Regions from separate parts of the Mus musculus genome. Here region 1 is linked to region 2. A link is a contact called in public Hi-C data. All regions are on one chromosome and are shown on one strand. Each heading gives the region's core, a stretch centred on a gene start, on an enhancer-like site or on the middle of the called end of the contact. The rest is flanking DNA. Distances are from core to core; before and after follow the strand shown.

Region 1 (2,700 bases), core at 155-2,654, 1.3 Mb after region 2:
AATTACAGGGAGATCTGGTGACCAAAAAAAAAAAAAAAAAAAAAAAATCTTCCCATTAACCCTTAAGGCAAACCCAGGAAGCTGATCTTGCCTCTAATCGATTTATGTAAGCCAATTTTTAGTGAATTTCGTAACCCTAGCCATTTTACATACTGCGAGCCAACTGAGTGGGCCCGGAGGAAGCTCTCCTTGAGGTGGCTGGTCTGGGCACATCTGCATGAGGTGCAGCTCACTCCCTCATGGTAGAGACCCCAGGACAGAGGAAATGGATCAGGGGCTGCTCTTTGCAGGGGAACCTGAAAATCCTCAGAGCAGTGCCATAGAGAATACATGGGCCAAGGCTGTTAGAACCTTTTGTCTTCTGTTCTGTTTATGGTTCTTTTTCTGCTTACAGAGAGCACTAGAGGACAAGGTTGTGGAGAGAGGTGGCTCTTTTTACCCACAGTGATGGAAGACTTATGGTGGGTGTCTCTATGAACTGACATGCCAATCCCATAGACTGACAATGGAAATGATCCAAATACTTATTGTAATTAAGCCTAAGAATTATTCAAAGTAACAAACCTGTTTATGGTAAACACTGGAGACGTGTCCTGTGACATCACTCTCATTAAAGAAAGTGACTTACTCACATAACTGTAATTGCTTAGTAGCAGAAATCATATCTTCTGGTGCTCTTTATCCCTCCCTCTTTGCTCCCTTGTCCCAGCATGCACTGCACACATAAGCACCCTCTTGCACACATAGACACACATAGAGGAGTGCCCACAGGCTTCCTAAGGGAACTCAGTGTAGACGATCCATTTCTGAAGTCACTGTATGACCACAGGCCTAGTACGGCTGACTGGGCAAAATGTCAGATGACCTTGGCTGACCATGAAATCTTCCTGGGAAGTAGAAAATCAGACTCCAGCCCTACAAAAACCACAAACTGAAGATGCTCTCAAACAGAGCAGTGGGAACCAGAGACTTCACTCAGTTGAACAGAAAGCCTATCTAGTTTGTATCTTAAACACTGGTTACTCTTATCATAATTGTTTCCTATGGGTAACAAGGCAGAAACAATTAGTCTTATGCGGGCTGGTGGCACACCTGAGAATACATAATTGAGCCATTGCTTCAGACAATGTCCTTAAACATGGCTGACACACGACAGGACAAGTACAAACAGGAGCAAGCTGGCAGACAGGAAACTTGAAAGAACATTCTGGAAGGTGTTTTGCTGGAGGGGCTATTCCACCGCCTGAGCACTTCTGGGTCTTATCCCGGGAGGTTGACCTGGCCAACGGGTGTCACATGGTTTCCTCTGTGGTGTTTGCAAGGTGCCCAGGAGGGACAGTTAGCGTTTTTTGGTGCTATCAACTCAGAAGGCAATGTCGTTCCTTGTCTCTCAGGAGCGTGGGCAGACACTGCTGTTCCAGATTCAGAGCAAAGGGTGCCATCTGCTGAACCAAAGGCTTCATTTCCTGCAGCTGCAGCTGATCCCGGGCAGACTCCCAGCTGGGACCTCAAGGGGCTCTGTGGTTCCAGGGAAGCAATGGGACACAGAATGGAGGTAGCCAAGAATCAGCCATGGTGTCGGAATGATAAAGCGGGGTGGGGGATGGGGCTTTGGAAGCAGATGTCTTGTTTTTTGCTACTTTGGAAAACGGTGATTACACAAATCTGACAAGTAGAGTCCACCTCACTGAACCAGCTGTGGAGAGGAATGTCCACCCAGATGGTATGTGTGAGTGTGCATGTGTGTGTGCATATATGTGTGTGTACAGGTGTGCATGTGCTATGTATGTGTCTCTATGTTGGAGTGTTGTCTATGTGTCTCTGTGTGGAAGTGTTGTCTATGTGCTCTATGTGTGTTTGTTATCTGTGTGTCTGTCTGTGAGAAGAGCTGTCTGTGTGTCTATGTATGGATAAGAGGGTGCTGTCCATTTATCTGAGTGTGAACAGGTGCTGTCTATCTGTCTCTGTGTGTGTGCTGTCTATGTATCTGTTGGGGGTGTCTGTGGGGGATTGGTGCTGTGTGTGTTTCTGTGTATGTCTATGTGTATGCGTATGTGCTATCTATGTACCTGTGTGGGGGAATGGGTGTTATGTGCCTCTGTGTGTGGATGTGGTGGTGGGGGGAGTGAAGCTGTGTGTGTGTGTTTGTGTGTGTTTGCATGTGTTTGCATGTGTCTATGTGTTTATGTCTGTGTGTGTGCTGTCTGTGTTTGCGGGAGGGATTCTGTGTGTGTGTGTGTGTGTGTGTGTGTGTGTGTGTGTGTGTGCATGTGGCTGTGTGTTTATGGGGGCCTCTATCTGTGTCTTGTGGGGGGATGCAATGTATATGTCTGTGTGTGTAGTCCAGGGAACTCTTGCAGTAGCCTCCTTGTTTGTAGTTAGTCACAGGTGCTAGCACTGCCTCACTCAGCTGCCCCCGTCTCTGGTGGAGATGAACATGGTACTCTGCTAGTGAACTCTGATCATTCTCTCATTTTATTATATATTAAAGGGGTACCCAGTATTAGGCTGACTGGCTCAGTGGGTAAAAGCTTGCTGAAAAATCCTGACAGCCTGAGTTCAGTTGCATGGTAGAAGACAAGAAATGACTTCCACAGTTATCCTCTGACCACCATATTTGTGCTGGGGCATGCATGTGACACTCTCACAAATACACATGATAACAAAAAAAAAAAAAAAACAAAACATTTTAATGCCCCC
Region 2 (2,700 bases), core at 155-2,654:
ACACTTTATTTAGCTGCTCTTTGCATTTTGAATGCCGTCATTCTTTAGGGGCATAATTTGTTTGTGGAAAATATATTTTTGCTTTATATTGGGTTTTATACATTGTTTTTTATAGACCTTTAATTGCACGAATTTCTGTACAAATTGGTCGGGGCCTCTGCATATAGTTCTCTCTCTCTCACTAGTTCTCTCTCTCTCTCTCTCTCTCTCTCTCTCTCTCTCTCTCTCTCTCTCTCATTGTTGTCCAGAATCTGTGAACAAACACCACATTTTATTACAAGTCATTCTTGGAACACATGAACTTCTTTTATAATCACACATCTATGAATCTGTATAGGCGGGGCCAGAGAGATGGCTCAGTAGTTAAACATGTCTACTGCTATTGTACAAGCAAGTCCTTCGGTACCCAGAATCCATGTTGAATGGCTCACAACATGGGATGCTGTGCTCCTGGGGCCACACTCTGGCCTCTGGTAAGTACTACCTGCTACAGACAGGAAGCTGTGGGGCAGCAGCTCCTCCCCTCTACAGTGCAAATGCAGGTCTCCACAGTTAGAAGCACTCTTGGCCAGTGCTATCCTGTAGGGAGGTAAGGGAAAGGCCAATTTTCACCCATGGCCTGAAGGGCAGGGGAAAGTGTGAACGTGTGGAGTGAAACACCCATGTCTGCCCTGCACGGTCACAAGAGGCCCATCTCGCCTTACTGCATTGCTCTGATTGGGGCACAGGTCCAGCTTAGATTAAAGGGTGACAAAGGTGCACAGAATTATGTGCTTCAAAGCCCAACAGAACGTGGAAAATCAGTTGGTTCTACTTTTAAATATCTTCCTGTGTCTCTTTGTTTGAGACTGGCTTGAACCTTCCCTCTTGGGACAGGACACTTAGCTGTGTTTTACACACACACACACACACACACACACACACACACACACACCTGCTTTAGCCTGGCTTGCTCAACACTAACAGATTGGTGTGGTAGCATCACGTCTGGCTTTGGGCTCAGAGGCTGGCAAGTTTCTGTTACAAGCATCCACACAGACCACACATTTCTTTGAAACAGCTTCTCCTTTTTGTCTTTCTTGACTGTGAGAACCTGATTTCCGGTTACAAGCCGGGCACAGCTTAGCTGTAGGGTAGTAGAGGCCAGGATCCTGCCTTGTTGGGAGAGCCAACAACCAAGACTTACCTGCTCTGTTTCAGGGACTGCCAGGCATCTGCAAATACTCCCAAAAAATTCTCTAGGAAGGCAGAGGGAGGAGGAGCGCCCGCGTCGGGGCCGCATTTGCGCATGTCGGCCTGTAGGGGGTGCAAGCGCTCCACTGCGGCCCTGCGGACGCCTGCGTGCAGGGTCAGACCCCACGCTGAATAGGCCTTTATCATGGAACAGAGCCGGCTTTCTAAGGATCCAGCCTTTAAGAAAGGGATCAAATCAGCATGCGTTTTGACAGTGTAAGCTGCAGTCTTCAACTCAAAGCCCTGAGCGAGAACTCAGAGAAGGAGGGAGCCCTTCCTCAACCGTGAAATACCGTCCAAATTCCCCAGCGCTGCATCTGCAGGATCATTCCAGTAGATTCCAAGAGCAGTGGCTCCCCAGCCACGCATTCACAAGCCGGCTGCTTTTTGCAAGTGGAGGAAACACAGCCAGAGGCTGCATCTTTGGAAAAGAGCTGCTTCAAGATCTCTGGGAATGTGGGATCGTCCTGTTTTTCATCGGGTCAGAGAGGGAGGGACTGGGTTTTTTTGAGTCCCTACTTAAAATGACTAAGCGAGTTCTCTATGGTGAGAACCCTTTAGAAGGTCCACTGTAAGTCTCCATCCTAGCAAGCCAGCTCAGAAGCTAGAAAGCCATTTTGGGGCCACACCCTGGTCTCCAGAGTGGACTCCCAGGATGCTGGGAGTCTGCAGGGGCAGAGTCCAGGTTCACCTAACGCAAGTGGTCAGTGGTGCGTGGCTGATACCCGCATAAGAGGCCGCTGGCCCGTGGGCCACCTCTGCTCCTCCTGGACCCTCCATTCAGACGCCATTACTCAGCACATTTGAAGAGCGGGTACTTGAATAAGAGCACTTAAGAAAATGAAGGAAGGCTTTATCTACTCTTGTCTCAAATAACCAGGCAGAGGGGATTACCGTTAGAGAGGACGGAACAAAAGCAGAAAAATCATTTGTGGTGATAGAAATGGGAACTTAAGCAAAGACTCTTAACGTATGCTTCTATCAGATCCTCAAATTAACTTTATTGTTAGGAAAGAAAGGAAAAAAAAACCCCACCATTTAAGAACAGCCTTTCCACAGGGAAGTCATGAGGTGGGGGGGTGGATGGGTGGGGGAGGGGGAGTGTGTGTGTGTGGGGGGGGGCACGCAGTCCAAGAGAACGTTTGGAAGCCACTGAGACTGGTACTTGAGACTGAGGGGTAACAGTTTCCCAGCACTAAAGGGGTGTGCTTTGAAGCTGTCTTAGCACTGGGGGATTTTCATGGAGATCATGTAAACATACTGCAAATTTTTATTTTCAGAGTTTTCCAGGTTGTAGTGCCAGAAAGACCTGCACAGCAGCACACTGCTAATACGGTTGCTAAGTGCGCCAGAGCACCTGGATGTTTTGGAAATGTAGATATCAAAGTAAAAGCAAAGACAAAGACGATGGCAAAGTGTAATGTTTTAGGTCGCCTGGTTCCCTTGCTTTCTTCTACTTACTGTAAT

Evidence for each region. Hi-C and Micro-C count contacts between places; a contact is called where the count stands out from the background.
Region 1: a Hi-C map of neural progenitor cells shows a contact between it and region 2, with 4 times the contacts expected there. The contact joins two enhancer-like sites. A contact is called at or near these places in 5 of 484 Hi-C or Micro-C datasets (cerebral cortex, cortical neurons, forebrain and 2 more).

Annotation. Positions count from the first base shown.
Region 1 is chr13:72,767,932-72,770,631 of GRCm38.p6, forward strand. No RefSeq gene overlaps it. Among named protein-coding and RNA genes, the nearest start is that of D730050B12Rik, 47 kb to the right of the region's middle. Within about 2 kb of position 1,405, at least 9 of the 459 cell types and tissues checked have an H3K27ac peak or open chromatin away from gene starts, as enhancers often do. A contact at or near this core is called in neural progenitor cells, where this site is marked.
Region 2 is chr13:71,457,282-71,459,981 of GRCm38.p6, forward strand. No RefSeq gene overlaps it. Among named protein-coding and RNA genes, the nearest start is that of 1700112M02Rik, 29 kb to the right of the region's middle. Within about 2 kb of position 1,405, at least 50 of the 459 cell types and tissues checked have an H3K27ac peak or open chromatin away from gene starts, as enhancers often do. A contact at or near this core is called in neural progenitor cells, where this site is marked.